2 separate regions of the Canis lupus genome follow, and region 1 is linked to region 2. Evidence: chromatin contacts called from public Hi-C data. All regions are on one chromosome and are shown on one strand. The core of a region is the stretch at or near the end of the contact, and the rest is flanking DNA. Distances in the headings are between cores, read along the strand shown. Region 1 holds the start of CDK20 (cyclin-dependent kinase 20). Region 2 holds the start of SPIN1 (spindlin-1).

Region 1 (6,605 bases), core at 1,420-3,919, 200 kb after region 2:
TCTATCTATAAATATGTAAAATCTCCACATGATTTTGAAAAGATAATATCAAACAGTTTTCAAAGTGGTTGTATGAACTTGCTCTCCTATCAGCAGCATATAAGAATTCTGGCTACTTTACATCTTTGCCAGCATTTGGTATTGTCTATCTTTTTAATTTAAATGATTCTGGTGGTTACAGTAAAATTATGATTTTCTTTTTAAGATTTTATTTATTTATTTTAGAGAGAGGGCCTGAGTAGGGGTAGGGAGAGGGGCAAGCAGACTCACTGCTGAGTACAGAGCCCAATGTTGGGCTCAATCCCATGTCCTGAGCTGAAATTAAGGGCCAGATGCTCTACCAACTGGGCCACCCATGTGCCCCAGTAAAATTAATGGTTTTAATTTGAAATTTCCTGATGACTAGTGAAGTTAGTACAGACCTTGTCAAACATATATTGGCTATATGGGTATTGCCTTTTGTGAAGTGCCTACTGCAGGTTTTGCCCATTTTTCCAGTAAGGTTGTCTGCTTCTTTATAAGTTCTAGATAGGAGCCTTAGTATAATAAATATATTATATATGTATGTATTTTAGTATCTTCTCCCTTTCTGTGGCTTTCCTTTTCATTCTCTAGTGGTGTCTTTTGAAGAACAGATGTTCTTACTCTTGGTAAAGTCCAATTTCTCATTTTATGTGCTTTCAATTTCCCTTTTAGTACTTTCTATAACCTCTTTAAGAAAAATCTTACCTAACTCAAAGTCATAAAGATATTGGGTTTTTTTCTAAAACTTCATTGCTTACCTTCCATACTTAGTTTTTCAGTCCATCTGGAATCAGTTATTGTGTGTGTTGTGAGGTTTGGGTCAATACACATTTTTTTCCTAATACAACTTTTCAAATGACTATTTTTTGAAGACCATTCTTTTCCCATGGCACATTGTATTTATCCTCACCATTTGTAATAGCTATAAAGCCTTCCATTCTAAGGTACTCCCATAACTTATCTACCCATTCTTCCATGGGATTTTTGGGTTATTTTCTGACCTCTGCTATCATCAAACAGGGTAAACATCTTTGTATGGATATCAAGGCATTCTTCTGCAATTTTTAAAACAAAAGTGGAACTTCTGAGCCAGAAAATATTTACTTTTTGGGTTTTTGCTGTTGTTTTTAAATATTTTATTTATTTATTCATGAGAGACACACACACAAAGAGAGAGGCAGAGACATAGCAGGCTCCATGGAAGGAGCCAGATGTGGGACTGAATCCTGGGACTCCAGGATCATGCTCTGGGCTGAAGGCAGATACTCAACTGCTGAGCCACCCAGGCATCTCAATATTTGTCTTTTTGAAAAAATGATAAATGACATGGTTCAAAAATCAGAGAATGCAAAAGGGCCAGTGAAAAATTTACCTCCTACCCTGTACCCAATCCTTCTAGGCCCTCCACCAGGTGATTGCAATCATGAAATCTGGAGTATCGTTGCAGATACCCTGTAATGGATGAATAGGCATTATTTAGACTTTTTCTTCTTTTCTTTACACAAGTAGGGGCACACCGTATGCTCTGTTCTGCATCTTGCCTTTTTAACTAAACAATATATCTTAGAAGTCTTATTACTGCACATAAAAAAAGCATCCTCATTAATTTTTAAAGCCATATATTCCATTGGATGGGTATACCACCATTTAGGCAGTCTTCTGCTGATGGACATCTGTGGTGTTTCCAATTTTTTGCCTTCCACACAAGGCTGCAATAAGTAACTTTGCGTATGTCATCTCAGGTGTGTGCAGTGTATCTGTTGGGGGATTTCTACAAGTAGACTTGCTGAGTCCAAGGGGATATGCATCTGTAACTTGATCAGCATTTCCAAGTCACACTCCTCTACCAGCAATGTATAAAAGCTCATATGTTTTCCCATAGCCTGGTTAATAGACTTGGAGCTAGGATCTTTAGTCATTTGTTAGGTGGAAAATTGGAGATTATGTTGCATTTATGTTGTGTGTGAGATTGAGCATCTTTTCAGGGGTTTAAGACCAACTTGTGTTTTTTGTCAACATCCTTCGATGATATGCACTTCCTTAGAATCACTCATGCAAATTCCTCCAAATGTTTCCTCATGAGAAGCCTTAGACATGGGACTTTCAGGTCAGAGTTCGAACTTTTTAAAAGATGTCTCTACGTGTGGCCAACTAACCTTCCAGAAGGGAGGTCCCACTAACGCTTCTTTCACAACATGGCCCTGGACTGGGCTCCCAGCATCACTGGCTGCAGAGTGTCCTTGGAACTGGCAAGGCCAGCTCCGGGTGGAGAGCCTCGCCTGCAGTGCAGAGCTGGCCCCGCCTCTCCGGGAGGCTCCGCCCCGTCGCCAGGAGGCCCCGCCCCAGAGGTGCAGCCCCGCCCACTTACGATGCCCTCCTATTGCGATCGCGCGGCCCCGCCCCGCACAACTGGCCGCGAAGCCCCGCCCCGGGCTGCGCGGCCCCGCCCCCGCTGCGTGTCCCGCGCCGCTGGTCACGTGACGTCTGGGAGGTGCGAGGAGGGGCCCCCGGGCGCCATTGCTCCTCCGCGCCCGCGCCGGCGCCCTCCGCGCACGAAGGCTGCCCCCGAGTGAAGTGCGCCGCGGCCTGGCCTGGGCGGGGGGGCCCGCGAAGGCGCCAACGAGGCCCGGCCGCTGCCCCCAGCTGCTGTCTGCTCCCCGGCCGGGCGCCGGGAGGCAGCCCGTTGCTAGGCAGCCGCGTGGCCGGCGGGGCGGGGCCTGCGGGCCGCGGGCATGGACCAGTACTGCATCCTGGGCCGCATCGGGGAGGGCGCGCACGGCGTCGTCTTCAAGGCCAAGCACGTGGAGGTGAGCTGGGCCGCTTCCGGCAGCTGCCGGCCCGGAGAGCCCGCCCCGCCCCCGCTTTCCGGGCCAGCGTCTGCCCCGCTTCGGGCTCTGCGCCCACCACTTGGCCCCTTGAGTGGGGGCCGGCCCGGGCGCCGTCGGCCGCCCAGCCACCCACCAGGGCCCCGGGGAGTCCAAGCCTCGGAGCTGTTAGCGCTGCGCTGCCATCAGCTGGGGCCCGGGCTGGACCTCGCGTCCCTCCCGGACCGGGTGGGGGCGTTTCCCACCCCCGCGACGGCGCCCGCCCCGTCGGCGCACCCGCTTCTCCAGCCGGGGATGGACTGCGGTGTCCCGTTCTGTCCCGCACAGACCGGGGAGATCGTGGCCCTCAAGAAGGTGGCCCTGCGGCGGCTGGAGGATGGCATCCCCAACCAGGCCCTGCGGGAGATCAAGGCGCTTCAGGAGATCGAGGACAATCAGCACGTGAGTGGCGCTGGGCTCCGGCCCTGGGCCCTGGGCTGCGAAGGGCTCCGCCTGCGCCGCTGCCTCCCTCCCTGTCTTGTCCACCTCATCCCCCCACTTAATGTCATTCCCCGTTCATTTCTTTAGTCACTGACTTCTTTATATAAAACATTTGGTAATTTGTAATGATAATAACAGCCTCTGTTGAGCTTCTGTTCTGCAGGCTGGGTTACCTGTGTTAGGTTGGGTGTCATTCTGAGCTCTCTGCTCTCCGAAAGGCCCATCTCAGGATCTCGCATTCTCAGGCCAGGGGAGGAGGCTCATCCACCTGTTGTGGACGCGCAGCGGTCCGTGGAGGCTTTGGCCCGGTTCTGCTGGAGGAGTCCAGGTGTTCTAGCCTGGGGTCCGCCCATAGGCCCTACCTCGTGCTGGGCATGGGTCCCCTTTGGGCTCCTGGGGGAGATGCACAGCGATGGCAGGGCCCATGTGGCCTCGTTGTGCTGTGATGGGGCTGGAGGCACTGTGGGCACGGGGGAGGGACTCATACACCCCCAACCTCATTACTCTTCCTGGGGCTTTTTCTTTTTCCTGGGGAGTGACAACCCTGTCCTGCTCCTACTTGTTTGTTATTCTCTGGAGATGTCCATGATGTATGTATCATATATGACAAAAACATGTTGTAAAACTTTTTATAAAACACATCTAAAAGTATGTCCTTCTAGTTTTGTATAAAAATGTGTATATAGATCTGAATAGGTGTTCGTATCTGCTGTATCTGTTGTGAAGTGGGATAGAAAGTACTTGTAAGGTGGATTGTAGGCGATAGGATTTTTCTGGCTTTTTTTTTTTCTTTATAATTTATTATCTGGATGTATGTGTGCAATCTGCGGAATGATTGTGTGCTACTTTCAAAGCGTGACAACCAGCAGTAAGGCTATTTGCATTTTCTTGAGGAAAGTTCCAGGGCTTGTAGACCACACATGTGGGAGGGGTGGAGGGTCTGTCAGAAGGCTGGTGACATGGGCTCCTAGCTTGCATCAGCAGCCCTGCAGTTTCTACCGTAAAACTGCCCACAGTTGAGCCCCGGTCACCAGAGCTGCCTCCTCACTGTGCCACCCTCCCCACTGTCAGTGTTGGTGGAATCCATCCCTGCATGAAAAGAGAACCCCAGCCCCTCTTTTCATTCATTCCACATAACTTGTGGAATGTCTCCTGTGATGAGCACCGTCCGGGCCACAGCACAGAGCAGAGCAGATGTCCTTCCCCTAAAGGATCGTACATGTTCTTGTCCCTCCAGCCTCCTGTTCCCACCTCAGGCTTTGTGCTTGTCTCTCTTGCCTCTGCTCTGACCTTCTATTCAGGGTCTATTCTGACCCTTCTATGCTCTCTCTGCCCTCAGAACCAGGATAGACTGGGTGGGGAGGGGAAGGCACTTTGCTTGCTTACGTGTCATCTATCTGTGTCCCTGTGCTGTGAGCTCCTTCTGGCCCTCAGGACCTGCCAGGCCTGGCTCCTACTCCCCGCTGTGCCACCTGGTCCCTGCCACCCGTGGGCCCTCGGGATGTTTATGGGATGTGGCTCTTGGATGGCCCTAGGTAGAGGAAACCGCAGGAGCCCTGTTCCGTGCGTGTGTGTGTGTGTGTGTGTGTGTCTGTGCATATGCGTGTTTTAGAGAGACAGACACCCTGGGTGATTTTCCAGTTCCTGGCCTGGGGAGCACCGGACACTGCCCTGGTGCCCTTCCTACAGCCTCCTCCTCTGAATGAGTGCAGCATTGGGTGGGGACCTGCTTTCTCTCCAGAGAGGGGAGCACCTAGGGAGCCCTGAACTCCCTTCTGACCTCAGATCTCACATCACTTCACCTGCTGTGTCCTGTGTCAGGGCTGGGGGTCCCCGAGAGGGTCCGGGCCATGTGGGTCCGAGGCTGACAAGATGCCTGGCTTGCAGGTGGTGCAGCTGAAGGCTGTGTTCCCTCACGGCGCGGGCTTTGTGCTGGCCTTCGAGTTCATGCTGTCGGATCTGGCTGAGGTGGTGCGCCACGCCCAGAGGCCACTGGTCCAGGCGCAGGTCAAGAGCTACCTGCAGATGCTGCTCAAGGGTGTCGCATTCTGTCATGCCAACAACATCGTGCATCGGGTCAGTCTCCGTGCCTGCTGCGGTGGGACCTGCAGGCCCAGCCCTTGAAGAAGACATGGTTGGAGGGGGTTGGGGGGACAGGACCTGTGGGTTGGCCACACCACAGAGTAAGTGGTCGTGGAGAGGGTGGGGGCCTGGCTGACCCGTGCTTAGCCTGCCAGGCCCTCCTGCCCCAAGGCCCTCTGGGGGATCTGGAGGAACTGATGCCTCCGTTGGTGTGCTCAGGACCTGAAACCAGCCAACCTGCTCATCAGTGCCTCAGGCCAGCTCAAGATAGCGGACTTCGGCCTGGCCCGGGTCTTTTCCCCAGATGGCAGCCGTCTCTACACGCACCAGGTGGCCACCAGGTAGGGAGGGCTGATTCCCAGGCAGGACGTGGCAATGGACGGGCCCCGGCCTCCTCACTGGAGATGAGAGGCTTCTGGACCTTCAGTTCAGACCTTGCTAATCAGGCTGTTGTGGGGCTGGGTGACTGTTCCAGACAGCCTCTGGCAGGCCAGCGCTTGGTTGTAACTGCCTGCCTTCCTCCTCACAGGTGGTATCGAGCTCCTGAGCTGCTGTATGGCGCCCGCCAGTATGACCAGGGTGTCGACCTATGGTGAGCTGGGTGGGGGTCAAGTGTGATCAGATGGGAAGCTCCTGGGCTGGGATCGGGGGGTGGTCTGAGGCTCAAGGCCTGTGGATCCTCTACGCAGGTGATAGGGATGGCTATCCCAGGACGGGAGCTGACCAGAGGCCTGACCTTTATTCGGGGGCGGATGGTGTAGACATGCCTAGGAGCTTGAGATTTAGCAGGTGTTTGAGAAGTGTGCCTCAGAAGGTGAGGCGGCAGCTCTGTGTCCCAGAAATTGAGGCTCTGGGGAGTCTCAGAACTGTCAAGGGTGTTGCTGTGTGTTTTAGGCTTGAGGAGAGTAAGCTCATCGGGAGGTGGATGTGTTTTGTGTTCTAGGCTTGTGGTGTGTGTGTATAAGTCTGTTTCTAGACATGAAGCATCTGTGCTGTTTTGTGGTTCCTTGGCCCTAGGATGGGATGTGGGTGCTGTGTGTTGTGTGAGGTGACCGAGCTGGCGTGGGCGGTCCTGTGTCCGGGTGTGTGGTGACCGAGCTGGCGTGGGCGGGCCCATGTCCGGGTGTGTGGTGACTGAGCTGGCGTGGGTGGGCCTGTGTCCGGGTGTGTGGTGACCGAGCTGGTGTGGGCGGG
Region 2 (6,336 bases), core at 3,322-5,821:
AGTCACATGCTCTTCCAACTGAGCCAACCAGGCATCCCTGCTTTTTAAAAAATAAAAAAAAATTAAAAAACTAAAAACACAGGTTACTACAATTGAAAAGTATCTAAAATGGTATAAAAAATGCTTGAGTAGTCTCTTCACTTACACTGTCAGCATTTGAATAAAACAACACCCGTGTTGAATGGATCCTTCTCCCTCCACCCCTTCTGCCCGAAAAAATCAACACAGTCAACATTGTAGTGGCTCCAGACTGATCCCCCTCGTCCCAAATGACTTCATCCACCACCACCCCCAAGTCTGGACTACACAGAGATCCTGTGCTGGCACATTCCTTGGTCCACCTTTCATGCTGCTTAATGCCTTCCAATGGCTTTCCCCACATAGAGAAGAAACCCCAACTGCCTTGACATGGTATGCAGATCAAGTAAAACCTGGCCCCAAATTCATGCTACCCAGACCGGCCCTGACAAAGTACAGGTGGTGTCAGCAGTGGTGACCTCATCATCATTGTCGGTACCCACAGGGCACTTACCACAAAGCCCTAGAAGCTTACACTTGATGAGGTAGGTGTCATCCTGTTTAACAGATAAACACACTCTTAGAAGTAAATGTTAACATGGGGCAATCTTTGGTTGGGATTCAAATCCAGGATGGTCTCAAACACCCTCTACACGCGTCTGCTGGCACTGTCCTTCCACCTGGACTTCTTTGCTCTCCTGCTCTACACTCCTGACCCTGCTAGAGCATTGCCTTCTCTTCCAGATGCCCTCATCCTGTGCATGCATATCCTCCCTACCAGACCGGAAGGTCTCCAAGGGCACATCTTTGTGCAGTACGCCCATACAAGACTCACTGCATTAAGAACTTATGGCATTTTTTAAATGCCTTAAGCACCTAATAAAGAACTAAAAATCACACTGAAGGATCAGCCCGGGTGGCTCAGCGGTTTAGGGCTGCCTTTGGCCCAGGCCATGCGTGTGTGATCCTGGAGACCTGGAATCGAGTTCTGCGTCAGGCTTCCTGCATGGAGCCTGCTTCCCTCTGCCTGTGTCTCTGCTTCTCTCTCTCTGTCTCATGAATAAATAAATAAAATCTTTAAAAAAAAAAAAATCACACTGAATACTAGAGCACAACGAACCAAATGGTTCACTTCAACATTAACTGCAGCAAAGTTCAAAAGTAGAAGGGAAGGAAATGAACGATGAATGGCAGCAGCTATTGCATTGCAGGACTGTGCTGGGAACCCTACAAATTCATGTAGTTCTCGAAAGAGCCTCATGTGACACGTCTCCTCCCAGTTTACAGGGAAGAAATGGCAAGTTCTAAAGAACACAAGGGGTTTGGGAAGGGAGATCAGCTGTGTGGCTTCAGATCAAGACCCAGTAGGGCTTGATTTCCACCCAGACTCTCCAGAGCTGAAGGCCACGCTCTCTCAGTGGCCAACTTCAGAGCCCAGAGCTTTTTCACAACACCACAGTGTGTGTGCCAAATTGAACAAAATACCTGGGTAAAATAATTGATTCCCTCTTCCAAGTTCTTCTCATTCAAGGAACGGGGTGGGGAGGGGTGGGGGACATTCAAGCATCAATAAATATTAAGAAAGTGTTTATGTAGATATGTATCAATTGCTCTGTCAGCAAATTAAGATCCTAACAGCTAAATCAAAAAAACACTCAACACCATTACTTTTAATCTGTAAATGACCGATGTGATTAATTCTTCAGAAACAGTATCTTTTCCACAAATTTTTAATGTACCAGAAAAAAAACGCTAACGATTAAGGAGTGCAGCAAGACAAGTTACGAGTGTGTGGGCATTCAAGTAAGTCACTGCGAAAACGCTATTACGTTTCTCCACTTACAACTTCAAATTAATAATTCTCATCTGAAGACTAAAAGCCACATTTGAGATCCTGACCACGAGATGCACAGGCATCACAAAGCACATGAAGGCGTGGGTACCGTTACCTAAGATGCACTCTGAGGACAGCAATGACCAACGTTTCAGCGTTACCTGGATTTCATGGGCGCTGAAACAAAACAAAACAAAGAGATCTGCAGCCAACTATGGAAACAGCACAATATTTCTCAGAGCCCTTAATGGAGGCGGTAAACTCCGACCCCAAGGGAGGACAGAACACAGCACTATTTCCCAAACTGAGGTGACCAAGGAACCCTTTGTTTCTCCAGCAGCATCTAAGACTAGTTCCGCACTACCTTCAGCAGCACCGCTTCAGATATTCCAAAACTAAGTCGGTACTGTTACTGTAGTCTGGATTGGGAACCGGAAGTACTGTGGAAGCACTACTAGCCAAATTCCTGGGATCAGCCAAAGTTTCTGGAAAAAAAAAAAACAAAAAACCTGTAGGTCAAATGTAAAGAAATGACTAGAAGGCCTTTGCTTGCCTTAGCCATTTCACAGCATCTTAACGTCTACTCGCTACTCTAAAAGAAAAATAAATTCTGTCTTCCCACAAAAAACTAATACCTACTATCCATAAATTTGTGACATATACCAAGTGTGCGACGTTTACTCGCTATTCTCCAGTCTAACAAGGACCGTTCCGCGAATTCCCGGCGGTTACAACTTGGGGTGTGTGCCCACCACGCCAGGCTGGGGCAAGGCCCCGGGGCAGCCGCCCCTTCCCTCTGACCCCGCCTGCACGGTCAGCACCCGGAGGGCCCTGCCGAACCCAGCCCGCCCTGGAAACACCCCCAAGCGCACGCGGGATTCTCGTCTCCTAACAAAAGCTGTGCCCTCTCCCTCCAGCTCTTCGGCCTGCAGGGCTCCTTCCAGAAGATTCCAGCAGAAGAAAGTTACAGGTGTCGGCCCACGGCGGCCCACGGCGGCGCGCGTCCCGCGCTGCCCCCCGAGGTGCCCGCCACCGCGGCCCCGGCGAGCACGGACACCCCCGTGCACCCGGCCCCGGCCCCGGGCCCGGCCCCATCGCACGCAGCCGCCGCGCCAACAGCCTCGGGGCGCCCACCTCCCGGCCGCGGCCACCGCCGCCCCCGAAACCGGCTCCGGGCAGGCGCGCGAGCCCACCCCGGGCACTGCGCAAGCTTCCGCGTCGTGCGGCTCATCCCCGCGCCCCGGGCGCAGCGCGCTCAAGGTCACCCGGGATGCGGGGGCGCGCGGGCGAGGGGCAGACCCCAGCGAGGGCCGGGGCCGGGGGCGCGGGGCGGGGGCGACCCGGACCCGCGGGAGGGACGGAGGCGGGAGGAGAACGGCCGCCCCGCCCCGCCCCTCCCCCCCGCCCCGCCTCCGCCCGGGGGTCCCGTCCCCCGCCCCGCCCGGCGGGTTATGCAACGCTCCCGCGCCCCGCCCCCGCCGCCCCCCGCCCCCGCCCCCGCCCCGCCGCCCAGGCCTGCGGAACAAAGCGCGGGGCCCGCGGCCCGGCGGGCAGGGCGGCCGCCATGTTGGCGGGGGCGGCGAACAAAGGCGCGCGGCCCGAGCCCGAGGCCCCCCGCCCCGCGGCCCGGCCGGCAGGGGGCGCTGTGCCGGCGCCGCCCGCGCCCGGACAATGCGCCGCGGCCCGGCCGCCGCTCCCCCGCGCCCCGCCGCCCCGCCGCGCGCCCCGCCCGCGCCCCCTCCCCGCCCCGAGCGGCGCCCGCTCCCCCGCGGCCCGCGGGTCTCACCTGCCGGCCGCCTAGGCCGCCGTCCTCAGCCCGCGGGCCCCGCCGTCCCGCGCCGCACTCCCGCCCCGGCCCGACCGAGCCAGACGGCGCCGCCCCGCCCCCGCTCCGCTCCGCGGCCGCCGCCGCCCGCCCCCGGCCGCACGGCGCACGCGCACTGCGCCCGCCGACTGCGCCGGCCGCGCCGCCCGGCCCCGGCCCGACGGGCCGCACTGCGCAGGCGCCGCGGGCGGGGGGCGGGGCCCGCTGGGAGGGCGGGGCCTGGAGCACGGCGGGGCCTGGAGCTCGGCGGGGCGCGGCCCGAGCCCGGACTCGGTCCCGCGACGCTCACCTGGAGGCGGGGCGGGGCCCGGCGAGGCGGCGGGAAGAAGCCTCGGAGCCGGGCTGGCTGGCGGCGGGACGGGCCCTGGCGCGACCCAGCCCGCGGCGACGCAGGTGGGGCGGGACCGGGCGCGACGGGTGCGGGCGTCTGGGTGGAGCCTGGGGGCGGCGGGCGGGGCCCGGGGCTGCGCACCTGGGGGCAGGCACAGCCGGGCGGGGCGGGGCGGGGCCTGGTGGGTGGCCCAGCGGGGAAGGGCGCCCCTCACCTGGGGGCCGGGAGGATGAGGGGGGACCGCGTGGGACCGGGCCTGGCGGTAGGGCGGGGCTTGGAGCTGCTCCCCTGGGGGCCGGGAGGATGGGCGGGGTCGGCGCGGGACAGGGCCTGGCGGGGGGGCGGGGCCTAGCGGTGCTCACCTGGGAGCCGGGAGGAAGGAAGGGGACGGCGCGGCGCGGGACAGGGCCTGGTAGTGGGGCGGGGCCTGGAGCTGCTCACCTGGCGGTCGGAAGGACGAGCGCGGACGGCGCGGGACGGGGCCTGGAGCTGCTCACCTGGCGGCCGGGCGGGACAGAGCAGGGCGGACCCGGCGCGGGCCCGGCCAGGTGGCGGCGTGGGAGGCTGGGGCGGGGCCGAGGGGCGGGGCCTGGCGCGCATCTCACCTGCCGGCGCCGGGGGCGACTGGGCGGGGCGGACCGCAGGTGCGCGCGGGAAGGGGCGGTGTTGGGGCGCCGGAAGTCAGGCATCCTGGGAAGTTTCGTTTTCGCTCGGTGGGAGGACGCTTGCTGGTGGAGCCGCCCTGCTCATTCTTGGGTTTAAGCCGCCAGACGTCGTGCCCGCGCGCCGCCGGGGGATGAGGCCGGGTACGGCGGTAGGGGCGCCCGCGGGCGGAGTCGTGGCCGCCTGGACGCAGTCCGCACGCCGGGCAGGCCGCCAGCCGCCAGCCGCCAGCCGCCAGCCTCCTGCGCGCGGACCCGCCGCCGCACTGCGCCGCCGCCCCGCTCGCGGGTCGGTGTGGACCCGGGCCTCGCCCACCCCTCTGCCCTGCGGGGCGGGGCGGGGGCGGGGGCTGGGGCTGGGAAAGGGGCTGTCTGCAGACCCGGGCCCCCACCCGAGCCTCCCTCACCCACCCCCCTGCCCCGCGGAGCAGGGGAGGGGATCTCTGCAGACCCGCGGACCCGGGCCTCGCCCACCTACCTGTGACCTTGAGAGCCTGGCCCCCACCACACATGGGGGAAGCCGACCAGCTCCTCTCTGAGATCGGGAGCCAGGCATTCCCACGGTCCTTCGTGAACTCGTTTGACTCGTTTGACCCAAAATGCCCCTTGAGTATTTTGTGAGTTGTTTGCGGGAGGAAGGGGAGAGAGGAAGGCAGTGAGAACAGTTTTGACGTCTGCTGTGTTGAGTGCAGGACCTGTAGGCTGAATCCTGAGTCTAAACCCCAGCCCCCCACCCCCCGCACCCCTGGCTGGAGCTCTGCGCGCTCCGCCCCCCTGCACCAGCCTGGTGTCCAGCAGGTCACCGAGCAGAGGTCGTTCCTCGAGTGCAATCGACCTCTCAGAAAAACGCCTCCGCGGTGTTATCGGGTCAGATGACAGGACTTTGGAGAGCGCACTAGGCTCTGGCGCCGCACGACTGCTAGTTAGCAATGCTCTGCAGGATTTTACTGGCACCTTGTCCTCTTCTCCCAAATGAGATTGATACGTGCCTGCTCCAGCAATTAAAGCTCGTCTCAGGTGACACACTTGGCAAGACCTGGGAGTTCACAGGCCAAGTAGAGAGCCAATTTAGACACGGACAGAGAAGCGAGTCACTACTTAGCAGTGAGGAAGCATTGGAAAATTGTTGCATCCGTTGTGTTTAATGTTGAAGGCGGCAGACGGCAGTGGAGCCGATCGGGGAGCAGAAGGGATAGGAAGGAGGCAGGTGCCAGGGAGTCTGCTGGTAGGAGGCTTCAGCGTTGTCTGTCCCCTGGATTTCTCCACCTTGCCACTGTTGACATTTGAGGCTGAGTGATTCTTTTTTAAAGGAAGGTGTTTGGCAGCATCCTTGGCCTCTATCCACTAGATGCCAGTAGCACACACCCTCCCCAACATTATGACGACCAAAATTGTCGCCAGACAAAGCCACATGCATTTCCCATCCTCTCCCTCTTGGAGAACCTCTGTTTTAAATTTTGCCCATAGTAACGATCACTGGGAGCTAACAACAATGCACTGGCGGGGGAGGTGAGCCAACACCCTAAGTCAGAAAGGGCCGCCCTCCCAAGTAGGCAACCACCAGTCCTTCCCCTAGAAGTATCTCCCCTCCCTCCCCTCAAAAGCTTTGCTCCTTACCGTGCTGAATGTCAGAAATGGGCATCTACATCACCAATGTAAATCTGCC

Evidence for each region. A called contact is a pair of places that touch in the nucleus more often than the background predicts.
Region 1: a Hi-C map of blood shows a contact between it and region 2, with 2.1 times the contacts expected there. The contact joins the promoter of CDK20 here to the promoter of SPIN1 in region 2. A contact is called at or near these places in 2 of 9 Hi-C or Micro-C datasets (both in blood).

What each region holds. Positions count from the first base shown.
Region 1 is chr1:98,338,006-98,344,610 of UU_Cfam_GSD_1.0, forward strand. It overlaps CDK20 (cyclin-dependent kinase 20), which reads left to right and starts at 2,670. Exons shown (of 12, transcript XM_038527341.1): 1 at 2,670-2,831; 2 at 3,177-3,290; 3 at 5,217-5,405; 4 at 5,631-5,752; 5 at 5,941-6,003. The coding sequence starts at 2,757.
Region 2 is chr1:98,140,361-98,146,696 of UU_Cfam_GSD_1.0, forward strand. It overlaps SPIN1 (spindlin-1), which reads right to left and starts at 4,572. Exons shown (of 7, transcript XM_038527329.1): 1 at 4,450-4,572; 2 at 2,217-2,337.